Regions from separate parts of the Mus musculus genome. Here all the other regions are linked to region 2. A link is a contact called in public ChIA-PET and HiCAR-type data. All regions are on one chromosome and are shown on one strand. Each heading gives the region's core, a stretch centred on a gene start, on an enhancer-like site or on the middle of the called end of the contact. The rest is flanking DNA. Distances are from core to core; before and after follow the strand shown.

Evidence for each region. ChIA-PET counts read pairs in DNA pulled down with a chosen protein or histone mark. HiCAR-type assays count read pairs that join an accessible place to other places.
Region 1: a contact with region 2 is called in an RNA polymerase II ChIA-PET map of memory CD8 T cells, with 590 read pairs. The contact joins the enhancer-like site here to the promoter of Slc25a30 in region 2. A contact is called at or near these places in 5 of 115 datasets of contacts at active chromatin or transcription factors (bone marrow-derived dendritic cells, bone marrow-derived macrophages, embryonic stem cells and 2 more).
Region 3: a HiCAR-type map of astrocytes shows a contact between it and region 2, with 3 times the contacts expected there. The contact joins the promoter of Lrrc63 here to the promoter of Slc25a30 in region 2. A contact is called at or near these places in 1 of 39 promoter capture datasets (cranial neural crest) and 2 of 115 datasets of contacts at active chromatin or transcription factors (astrocytes and memory CD8 T cells).
Region 4: an RNA polymerase II ChIA-PET map of effector CD8 T cells shows a contact between it and region 2, with 11 read pairs. The contact joins the enhancer-like site here to the promoter of Slc25a30 in region 2. A contact is called at or near these places in 1 of 484 Hi-C or Micro-C datasets (cerebellum), 4 of 115 datasets of contacts at active chromatin or transcription factors (astrocytes, bone marrow-derived macrophages, effector CD8 T cells and 1 more) and 1 of 9 other capture datasets (liver).

What each region holds. Positions count from the first base shown.
Region 1 is chr14:75,177,655-75,180,479 of GRCm38.p6, forward strand. The region is part of intron 2 of Lcp1 (lymphocyte cytosolic protein 1); the gene reads left to right. Among named protein-coding and RNA genes, the nearest start is that of Gm15628, 42 kb to the left of the region's middle. Within about 2 kb of position 1,372, at least 161 of the 459 cell types and tissues checked have an H3K27ac peak or open chromatin away from gene starts, as enhancers often do. A contact at or near this core is called in bone marrow-derived macrophages and memory CD8 T cells, where this site is marked.
Region 2 is chr14:75,785,757-75,788,652 of GRCm38.p6, forward strand. It overlaps Slc25a30 (solute carrier family 25, member 30), which reads right to left and starts at 1,281. Exons shown (of 10, transcript NM_026232.3): 1 at 1,169-1,281.
Region 3 is chr14:75,129,041-75,132,133 of GRCm38.p6, forward strand. It overlaps Lrrc63 (leucine rich repeat containing 63), which reads right to left and starts at 1,843. Exons shown (of 10, transcript NM_027581.1): 1 at 1,731-1,843; 2 at 425-594. The coding sequence starts at 548. It also overlaps a transcript of Lcp1 not described here.
Region 4 is chr14:75,068,241-75,070,998 of GRCm38.p6, forward strand. No RefSeq gene overlaps it. Among named protein-coding and RNA genes, the nearest start is that of Rubcnl, 54 kb to the left of the region's middle. Within about 2 kb of position 1,486, at least 123 of the 459 cell types and tissues checked have an H3K27ac peak or open chromatin away from gene starts, as enhancers often do. A contact at or near this core is called in bone marrow-derived macrophages and effector CD8 T cells, where this site is marked.

The DNA of each region.
Region 1 (2,825 bases), core at 122-2,621, 610 kb before region 2:
CTACATTTTGGAGGAAAGGTCCTGTCTACACAGGGAATTCTTTTAAGCGACTGAAGCATATAGCCTCGAAGTATTGTACCATCTCTCAGCTTGTATTCATTTAGAACTGTCAGTCAAGCCCAGGACTGATGTTACATATACACTGTCCTGCACACATGGTGAAAACCTGTGTTTCTAACTGTTGGAAACCACTCTAGCAGGACAACTTAAAACCAAAATCAGAAGCAAGACAAACAAACAAACAAACAACAACAACAACAAAAAACCAAAACAAGAAAAAGAAAAAAAAAGTGATGACTTGTCAACACACACCTTGAGGTCAAATTTACCAAGAATTTACTGTAATTGGCTTCTATTAAATGAACTTTTTAAAAAAGGATGTCTGCATAGCTAAATTTAAATGGAATTCACCACTTTTTTCTATGAAGAGTGAATTTCTGGAAGTTTTGGTGTCTGGCCATTAATCTTTCTTTACTTGCAGTACTCATCTGCCTGGCTGGTTTCAAGGCAAAAAGTAAAACTAACCCAAAAAACAGTGGGGTCTCCGGAGGAGAGGCTTAAGGTCCAGAAAATACTAGGGGGAAAAAAAACGTACTCCAAAGATTTTCATCAGAGATAGTAATAAGAATGTAATTTAAAAAAAAATGCTGTGAAGGCTTGTCAACATTTCCCCCTTACATTTGGGAAGGAATAACACTGAATATGGCAGAGTTAGTGCCAACCACGTTTGGCTTGCTGAAGCATCCACCTGCCATGCCTGCCTACAGAGCACAGCGTCTTACTCATGGTAGCAGCACGAGGGAGGGAGGGCTCTTCCGGACCTCAGGTTCTACGGTGGCAGTTTGCAGTGGTCTCTGATGACATTTCGTTAGCAGTCCCTGTCTGGCAGGAGTGTTTTAAACTTCGTCTCCTTTGTATGTTGTACCTTGCAACAGTCAGGACTGTTAGATTAAAAAGGATCCCAGTGTTTTAACCTGATTGATACTTCTACCTCAGAACCGTTTGGAGAAGGGTGGCCCGCGCGTGTGTTTAAACTAGAACAGGAAGGGGACCTGTGCAGGGCCTCAGAGATGCGCATGCTCAGGCCGCTCAAATGTAGAACCCTGTACTGTATCGACCTGGGGGGCGGAGGGGGGGGGCGGAGTGGTAAGAAGGAAAATGTTAGTGTGTATTCTGGCTGTGCACGTCCAACTCTTTTTTTTTAGAATGTTTCATCTGAACTTAATCGAGTTTGTGGATATGGAATGTGTAAAGCTGGAGAGCCGACTGCCACCAATGCGGTTACTTTTAAGTGCTTAGTTTGTGTAACCACATGACTTCCTGGAATCCTCTCCAGTGCCTTGAGCTATCGGGAGTGAGCTGAAGTTACCTAAGGTCCAAGGGCACAAGGGTCAGGGTGGGGCAGGAGTTGGTCTGGATTTCGGGTGCCCCGGGACTGTGCTGGCTGCAGGGTCCGCCTTCCGTGGAGCATGCTGGGAGAAGCTATCATCCTGGAGACACATCGAAAAGCCTAATGTGTGTGTGTGTGTGTGTGTGTGTGTGTGTGTGTGAAGGAGAAGAGAGAGAGCAGAGACAGAGAGAGTGTGTGTGTACAGGTGTTCAAGACAGAGAAAGGAAAAAAATCGCCAGACACCCCAAAGGAGTTTGATATTCATAAATAGGTTCCTTGGCACATTTCATGTAACGGTGGGATGATTCATTAACAGTTTTGCTAAGAATTTTTGGTGCCTTCACGCATTTGCCTCAGCCCACTTCCTCAGCCTTCTTTCATGCCACTTCCTTCTTGTTGAACCTCTCCCCTCCCCCTCCCACGTCTTACCAACCCACGTTCTGGTTCTGGGCGCCGCGCTAGACCGCAAGCCACCAGAAAGTTCCATGCTGTTTCACTCTTTCTCGCTGTTTCTTCAATGATCTTCCCCCTGAATTGTCTGACTTTTCAAGGGCCTCTTGGAAAGGCAGGTCCTCAGCTTGCTTCCTCCACTGACTGAAGTTTGCCTAAGGCTTTGCCTTCAGGTCAGCGTTGCATCTTCTTAATATTTTCCCCCCTGTCCTGTCGCACATATAGAGCGGAGTTCCCTCTCTCCGCCGGCGCACAGGGCTGCTGAAGATATTGACTGGAATGAATAGTTGTCACTTTTTTTTTTTTTTTTAATGAATTCGTTACATAACAGGAAGGCCTCCGATTTCACTTCCTACTTTCATGCTCCCTGAGTCCTTGTGGCGACTGCTCTGAGGGGACACGTGGCAGTCATTGTCCTCAGAGCTTGCTCCCCTCCTTTTCCAAGGCTCCAGTCTTCATTTGAGCCTCACAGCGCCAAATGGACAACGGCTTCGGGAAATATAAGAAATGATACGGTAACTGTAGACTTCAGAAATAAATGACACCAGTCCATCATTGTATTTTAAATGCAGTTACAGGCATACTACCCAGCAATCCTTACATAAGCTGAATTCCCCAGATAGGCCTTTGTTTATGAAGTGAACGCAAGTACACATGTTAGGAACATTACTTAATCACTCTGTATTCTTAGAAAATTCTCAAGTCGCCTTTTCCTTTTTTTTTTTTTTTTTTCACCTGAGGACTGCAGGCCCCTCTGCACATATAGGGGATGTACCAATCAAATCTCAAAATAAAGCTAAATCAGAAAATTAAGAGATTTCCTCATTTAGCTCATGTTTGAGAAGAGCTGAAAAGCTTTATAAAGTCATTGGACTTTATGACTAATGGTAGATGTTATAGCAGGATGATACTGTTTAGATTAATGTAAATTTTCTCCCCGGGAATTTTTTTTGATAGGGGGGTGGAGGGGGGGTGTTTCCCACTT
Region 2 (2,896 bases), core at 31-2,530:
TTCTCATAAATCTCTCCCCCATTACACTGTCTTTTCATAAGCCTTTCCTATTCCTATTCTTCATTAAAAGCACACAGTGAGGGGCCGAGAGATGGCTCAGCCTGTTCTTCCAGAGGACCAGGGTTCGATTCCCACTATCCACATCAAGTGGCTCACACCTGCTTAGAACTCCTGTTTTAGAGAATCTGATGCATTCTGACTTCCAAAAGTACTTCGCATATAAACTCACAGACACATAAATAAGACTGGGTGAATCTTTTTTTAAGTGTACAGGTAAAAAAAAGAAAAAACCAAACTCAACACATACTTATGAAATATGGTGTTTTAAAAACATTTTAGAAATAGTACCATTTTTTCACGAGATAATTAAGCCCATGTTACAAAAGTTGGCAGTGCCACTGCTAAGATCTAAATCCATGCCTTTCAGCTTCACACTAACACATCTCCGAATGTAGAATCTACAAGGGCGTTCGTTCTAGCATTGTTTTGCTATTCTTAGGCAAGAACAATCCTGACTACTGAGTGTTTTGCCTGAAATTACACCTAAAAAGCCTTTAAAACGCATTAGCACGTTAACTTTTCGAGCAATTCATTTGACAGGTTCTTGCGAACTCGCAAGCAGCAACCTAGCTTGTTGTTTCACGAGCAATTTGTGTGTGTGTGTGTGTGTGTGTGTGTGTGTACGCGCGCGCCCCATTACCTTAAAGAAAATGGACATTGTTTATTAACCGCCTATTTAGCAACGCTGATGATTGAACCCGGGACCCTGTATACAATAAATAGCTCAACCACTGAGCAACATCCCCAGCCCTACACCAGCAATTCAATGGATGAAGAGCCCTATCCCGGGTACTGAGCTCGCGGGTGCTGAAGCTGCACCGTCTCTGCCCACGGATGGGAGGGGCGCACACCGGTGGGAGGAAGAAGTGTCGCAGCAAAGGGTGCAACCCTTGAGCCTCCCGGACGCCCCCCTCAGCCATCCTCCGCAGATCCCGCAGAACCACTAGAACCCGGGAGCGAGCCCGGGTCCCAGAGCGAGCCCGGGCTCCGGAACCTCGTACCCACCGAACCCCAGCCCGCGAACCCCAGCGCACTTCAGCCCGGAGCAAACCCGCCGCAGCGGTTCTCTGGCCAGGTCCACAAGGCAGCAGCGCGGCCGGGAACTCACCCCGCGGCGGAGCTCCTCCTGCTACTCCTCGGAGCCAGTGCAGCCGCCTGGGAGCACCTCGGTGCGGGAGCGGAAGAAAAGGCCGCCGAACGGCGGGCGCGGCCCAAGCCGGGAACGGCTCCGCCCGCTTCTCGCCCGGACACGCCCACACCACGTTCTCATTGGTCACTGTCGACACCGGCTCCCTCAAGGCCACGCCTCCAGCCACAGCCAAGGAGACCCAGGAAGAGCGGGTCCCAGAAGCAACCAGACTGGGGTTCTCAGGCTCTCACTGCTGGGAACCGAGCTGCGGGCTGCTCGCTGCTCCCCACTGCCTTCGGTCTGTGAAGGGGAAGCCGGGAAGCCACAGACTCTTCTTCAGAGGGGCTTCTCCGTGTCTCCCAGAACCTCGGCAGTCGCAAAGAATCATCTTGCGTTCACTGTTTTTAACATAGAGCTTTATAATTTGAAATGTGCTGACTGAAAACTGAGAGCCCAGACTCACCAACGCTAGCATTTCGCAACTCTTGCATTCTTTCTGTGTCTATTCCTTTCACACCGAACTCTTGAAAAATTACCACTTATCATATACAAGAGACTGAGTACATTTTCAATCATATCCCATATAAATATGATAATATTTATATCCCCTTGCTGTCTCAAAAGGTCATCCACACATGCGCACAGGAAACTCGGGAGCTACTAAAAATCAACCCAATGCATCTGAATTCACCTCTCGTAAACTTCTTAAACCAGAGCTCTCGTTTTCTTTTTCTTTTTTTCATTAGCTATTTATTTACAATCTGACCGGAGCCTCTAGTTTCCTAAACTCTTCTTAACTTTGGCATAGTTGCGGTCCAGACCAATTGTCTTGTCAAGTTCTGGATTCGTGGGATTATTTCCTCGTGATTAAATTTAGAAACCTTTAGAACAATGGCGGATATTCACAAGACTTCCTTCATTTCTGGACATGCACTCTGCCAGTTTGTCATTGTTACCTACGGAGCAAGGTGCATAGAGCAAGATGCGGCTTGTTCAAGGTTCCTATCTCCTCAACAAAGCCCCTCCTCTTTGCATTGAAAACGGATGTGGACTGCTGGGTTTGTTTCTTGGAAGCCCTTGCTTCTGTGTCCTGGGGATGTTTTATCGTCTAGCACTCTCTGCTCTCCAGCACAATGCCTACCAGTTCTCAAAACCAGTTCTCAATAGTCCTTGCCGATTGTCCTTGGAAAGTTTTGTTATAAAGTTCTTCTGTGTGTTTCCTTTTATATTGTGTCACATAACATAAAACAGTGTAGTTGGGTTCTCTTTAGAAAAAGAACCAATATAATGACTATATTCAAAGGGGATTTATTCAGCCACCTCACATGATATGGTCTGGGTAGTCAGTCCAAGGATGGCTGCCTGCAATGTGAAAAGGCTGGGGGACCTGGCAGCTGCTCATACCAGCAGCCTGGGTGCCTCAGTAGTCCCAATCTGATGCCAAGGCTCCTGTAGAACCAATGGCCTTCAGTCCATCTTGGAGAGCCAATGAAGCCTGGTTCTGGTGCCAGCAAAGGAATTTAGAAGCAATGACAGAAGCGCTCACTAGCAAGAGGCAAAGGCAAGCAAGCAAAGGGTTTTCCCTTGGGGCTCCTTGTATATCAGCTTCTGATAGAAGGTATTGGCCACATTCAGGGGGAGTCTTCCCACTTCAGTTTCCCTGCCCCCACACATCCCTCACAGGCATGCCTAATCTAGATAATACCT
Region 3 (3,093 bases), core at 593-3,092, 660 kb before region 2:
AAAGAGGGGGCACAAAAAATTCAAAGAACCATGGAATTAAGTAGACCAGGAAAGGAACACGTGTTTATATTACAGGAGCTGAAACAGGAAGGCAGAGTCAATCCTGCGTCATCCAGGTGTGTACTGGGTTCATGCGTGTTGTGGAACTTGTATTTTCGCTTATCTAAACACACGTTCCCATGAACAGAAGAACTATTGATTTGGGGATTTTAGCAGTAAGTAAACTCATATTTGACAAGTCCACGAATGAGGATCAATCAATGAGCACACCTATAGAACTGATTCTTGGTTGTTGTCACCTTATGATAAACATTTTTCCGTATGGCTATTAGTAACTGTCTTTACTGAGATTGTAAATTAAGTAAAGCAAGGGATTTCTATGGAAAAAAAACACACCAAGGTTAATACACATATCTGTACATACCTGTATGTACTATACGAACTTTCTTTTTTAATAAAGGTACTTTAGGGAGCTTTGGAGGTAAGGGTCTTCGCAGAAGTAGTGGATGCTGCTGGGTTTTGAGTGAGCGATAAATGCTCTTTTTCATAGCTGCTGGTTAAGTGAGAACTGAACTTCCTGAGAACGAATCGTTACTGAAAAGAAGTGGTTATCACTTAGAAAATATCCTTACGGAAACCATTCTGAGTTGCTATGATACTGAGTTTAAGCAGGCTAGCATTGTAAGGAGGGGGGGGGGGGAAAGAGTAAAAAAAATCATTTAAAATTTATTTTTGAAGTACTTTTAAAATGGCATATTTTTAATACAGGCTTAAGCATGGAGCTTAAGAAAGACAGAGAGGCATTCAAAAAGTTTAACGTTTTCTTTCTGTACTGGATATTGAAACTCTGGTCTCATGCAAGGCCATATCACTGAGCCAAATCCCCCTGCTTTCCAATTTGCTTAAAATTAGAAGTTGGGAAATACATTTGTAAGCCCAACACTTGAAAGCCTGAGACAGGAGGGTCAGCCTGGGCTACACGGGGAAGGGTGGTTTCTTTTAAAAATTTAGATTAATAATTAATATAGATAAAACATATTCTATTATTAATCTAGACCTTGCTAACATTTCCCGTGTGAGTATGAAATTCAACCAGCCAACGCTATTTTCAGTCAGTAAATGGTGACCTCTCTCCCTGCAATATAGGCATTGGCATTTCATTCACTACCTCCCAAATATTATCAGTATAGACTTAGAAGGGATTTTGGAAAAAAAAAAAAAAAAGAAGGTAAAGGCCTCTGAAATCCCACAGTATCTAACCATACACAAACGGTTTTCTTGTATGGCGATGGCTTGTTTTAACTCTCAGCTGACTTAATTTGTCCATAATTATGCAACTCCAAAATAAGACAGGCTTTTTAATACAATGAGATGTTCCAGGATGGCGGGGAATCCCAGAGAATAGGGAAATAAGGACACCAGCTGTCCTCCGCCCCCCCCCCCACGCCCCACCGCCCAAAATAAGTCTTTGTTTTCAGGGCAACCTCAAAAGTGCCTGGCACAGTGCAGCTCCGCGGAATGCCCGGCAGGCAGGGAACCCTGGTGCGGTGCAGAAGAGCGGTTTACCCGCGAAAGGTAACTGCAGGCCAGCGCTCGCTCCTGATTTGTCGGCTGGTAGCGCGTGCCCGCCCGCCACAAGTTTCCTTTTCTAGTTGGTGGGGAGACCCCATCACCACCCCCCAGTCCCCAAGTGTCCAGCTCCTACGGACCCTGCCTTCAAGCACACAGACCAGATTTCCCACGTCCATCTCCTTTATCCCTGAGTCCTGGCTGCCAGTGACTGTCTAGCGAGGTCTCCAGTTAGGTCTAATTCCATGTTTGTGCTGGACGCAGCTCCTTTAGCAGCATCCCCAAGCCCTGCTACAGCCGAATTACGCTCATAGTAAGGACCACCAACTAGTCCCCGCCCCCCAACACTTCCCCACCCCCCCGCACCCGCACACCCCCCCCCCCCAGCTAGCCCGGTAAGAAGCGCAGGCGCACGAGGGTTGGGCACGTCGGGAACTAGGGGCGGGGCATTGAGCCCCGCCCATCTGCCCCGCCCACTCGATCCACCCACTGATTTCGCCACCTTAGGCCAGTGGCCCCTAATTCTGCTGCGGGCAGCGCAGGATGCCCGGAGGCTGAAGTGGTGGAGCCGGGAGGAGTGGCTCCACGTGTAGCTGTACGGAAGGCTGTGGTGACAATCGTTATTACTATTCTTACTCTTAAAACAGTGGCCACTATTATTTACTTACTTTTCTCCATGACTTGACACCGGTGTCTGGAGACTGGGTTGGCATTTTCTAATACGGCTACACTTTTGGGCAGCTGGCCACCGTTACTCATTTTGCAGTAAAACCCTTGTCTCCAAATCGCACGTTCTGTTTTCCTTCTTGTCTCTTGGGTGCAACCTGGTTTGTCTTTCTGTTTTTAAAGTTCTTGGTGGAAGTGGAACTGTGTGGGAACCGAGAGCTGTAAGGCAGTGAGTGGTTCCAAAGCTCTTTAAAAGGACACCCAGGTCTCACTGTCACGGTGGTTGGCTGTGATTACCGGTGTTGGTGCTGTCTCCATGTTCAGTGGTAGATATACCGCGCTTGTTTGCCTGTATGTGCTTGCTTCTCTGGAGATTTGAGAACGAAAACTGGAAAGAACCTATTACAGAGACGGGAAAATCCAACTGAGAATTCAAGTAAGGGGCACTTCCTTCCAGTCACCTCCCTTAAGTGTTTCTCTTCTTAAATAAGGGTGTGGGAATTTCAATAGCACCTTGGGAAATCAGAGACTTCTAGATTCGTTTACTAACCAAGTCTTCCTTTTTCTCCTAAGAGCAAGCATATATTTTGAACCAATGGGAAAATAATTAAAGATGAATCTGGGTAATGCTGTACAACTGTTGTCCTGTGGTGTGTTGGTTGGTGGTTTTGTTATGTAGATTACTTTGTTGTTTACTAGGTACCCTTTCCAAACCAGGGATTTTATTTCACTTTCGTCTGTGTTTGTTTTACATTGCTTGGTTTCCCTGAAAGACAGGAAGCAGACAGAAAGGCAAATCTGGTGGCCACGTTTGTCTCAAGTAATGTATATTGTTCATTATTTTGTAAACAGCAGAAA
Region 4 (2,758 bases), core at 236-2,735, 720 kb before region 2:
TGTGGACCTCATTCTGTCTTTCACAGATATTGGAAATCCTGGAAACTTGAAATAATTAGCAAATTGCCCAGAGAGTTATTAAAAATAATTTTCATAAGGTGGCACAGAAGTTTGAGGGTCCTGATGGCTGCTCATGCCGCAGGAACTAAATCCCTGTTAGTCGTGGTTGTGATGCTTCTTCGTGAAGCAGAGGTTAGCTGCCCTCAGTCGACATCCTGACCACCCCTGAAATGCCCCAGAGAAGATGCATTTCAGCAGGGGGCCCCGATGAGCCACCTATAGGCTCCATCTGAAGTAGAGATGTTGCCAAAACAGCCAGGTTGCCTTGGGAAGGAAGTATGGTGTGGAGGAAGGGGGGGGGGGGACGACACGGGTCGGGTGGAGAGTGGGTGAGGGTGGAGGGTGAAGAGGCGTGGTGTGGGGGTGGCGTCAATGGTGAGGTATGCGAGGAGTAGAGGGTGGTGTGGAGGGCGAGGGTGAAGGCTAAAGTGTCCCTCTGTGGCAGACAGAAAGGGCTCCCACCCCAAACTCACCCTACACCTACATCCAAATCCCTGGAGCATGCGCTGAGGTCATGCAACCCGCAATTGACGGAACTGGAGTTCCTGGTTGAATTAACATTTCTGGTCAGCTGACCATGCAGTAGGGAAGCCACCACCAGCACTAACCCACCAGCATTAACCCCAAGACCCCCATTTCAAGCTTCGGAGCTTCGGAGTTGTGAGCTGCTAAGGTCGTGATTCATTCGAAGCCACTGGTTTGTGGTTGTTACAGCAGCAACAGGAAACTCCTGCCATCTGAGTGTGTGACTGCCTTCGCAGAGCAGCTGCTTCATCGCCTTTTCAAGACACGCCCCTTGGAGAGCCCCTTGGTAGTGTTATGGTATTCACTGGCAGAATCTTCTGGAAAAACAAGCTGGTCAAAGCAGGAAGGCTGCTTCTGCAGTGTCTTCCTCCTAGCCTGCTGTTTCCTCCTTTAAGGTGTTCTGTTTACAGATGGACCCAAAGATGATAGTTTGCATTTGATGACCATGGCACTTACAATTCAAATGTAGTCTAAAAGAGCTGGGAATTTGATTTTTTTTTCTTCCCTTGCCCGATCACTAATTTTAGAGACACAATCGTTGCAGAAGGCATTGATCTTTTGTGCTGCACCAGATATTAGATATTATTTGCCAGGAAAGGGTTGAGGGAGGGCAGCAGGGAGGGGCCACGGGGGTTGGCAGACTGTGGTTTCTACTGCTTGCAACACCCATCAGTCATCCTGCTTGATGCAACTTGCGGAAGCCCTAAGAACGGCATGGCAAGGGGGGAGGGGAACAGCAGACCCTCTGTAGTGGGGAGCTCAGCCCCTGACTGGTGGACCTGCTTTCTTCAGAATAAACTTAAGTGTTGGGTTTTGGTGACTATTTATGGAGGTTCACACAGTTACTGTCATGGCTGGGACACAATACTGTGGCTTGCACTAGGACAACCATACAGACCTGCAAGACTCAAGCTAGTTCTGACACATGCAAGCCCACATGTTTCCTGTCACCTATGTCTGTTCTCGGAGGCAGTATCTCGGTAAGGAAGGTTGAGGAGAGCCAACGACTGTCCAGTTTCTCAGGGCCTACCAGAGGGTTCCCTTTTCTGCAACAAGCCACAGGAGGAGGAAGGATTGGTACATTAAGGTTTCCCTTTCTTTAAAACCTTTCCCCTCCCCTCTCCTCCCATTTTGTCCCCTCCCCTCCCTTTTTGTCCCCTCCCCTCCCCCTCAAGACAAACCATGTAGGCCAGCCCCAAGTAGAGGATGTCATGTCTTAGTGGGATTCATGCTGTATTTATGCTTCATAAAATTTAAAAAGTTTATAAAGTTAAGCTACCAGAAAATGGAGTTGAATATAAGAAAAATTCCAGTAGCCACATGGAGATACTGTTTCCTCCATAATGGATCAGTCAATATTTTCCAAGATTCGACTCAGTTTGGAGGCTCAGTAGGATGGGAAGGGGAATAATGTCACCTTCTAAGGTACAACTTGGAGGGGTCAAAAGGTTTGCGGAAAGAAACCAGCGTTCTGTAACAGAGGCTCAACCACACTTCTATGTATCGCTCTGTTATCTTGCTGTTCAGGGTCTGCTGTTTCCTTACTTGATAAAGTTACCTGTAAAACAGAGATGTGAGCTTGAAGTGTTTCACTGAGTGGCGAGAGAAGCAGGTAGCATCCGCCAATCCTTAGGTATGATTTTTGATGAAAAAGTATCAAAGGTCTTTCTAGTTGAAATTTGCTACAGTGTGTCGGCGCAGAGGCCTGGAGCCCTGTCTGCCAGTGAACCAGAAAACTGTTACAGCCAGGGAGGCTTGGCTACCTATGCCTTGGAGCCCGTCGCCCACTCAATTCCCATTGGATTTTTAAATAGATTTCCTGAGATGTCTGAAAATTATGTAAATTAGAGGCCAGGGTCCAATTTAGAGATAATGTCATAAAAAATTAAGAATCTCTTTGAATAAGAGAATGACACATGCCTTTGAGGGAGGGGGATAAATCTAGTGTGTTTCTTCAGGACCAGGGAACATTCAGGCACCTGGAATTGTGTGTCAAGAGTGTGTTCAGCAGCCTCCCACTGAGCACTGTGCTGAGACTAGGATTTGGGTCTGTTTAGTTTTCATAGGACTTTGAAGATGGGAACCTTGCTGGTTCTTAATGAAAGGGTACCCTGATTGCTTGGGGCTGGCTGGTATGGAATGGGCTGTGGTTTAGATAGTGTGCCAGTCAGAC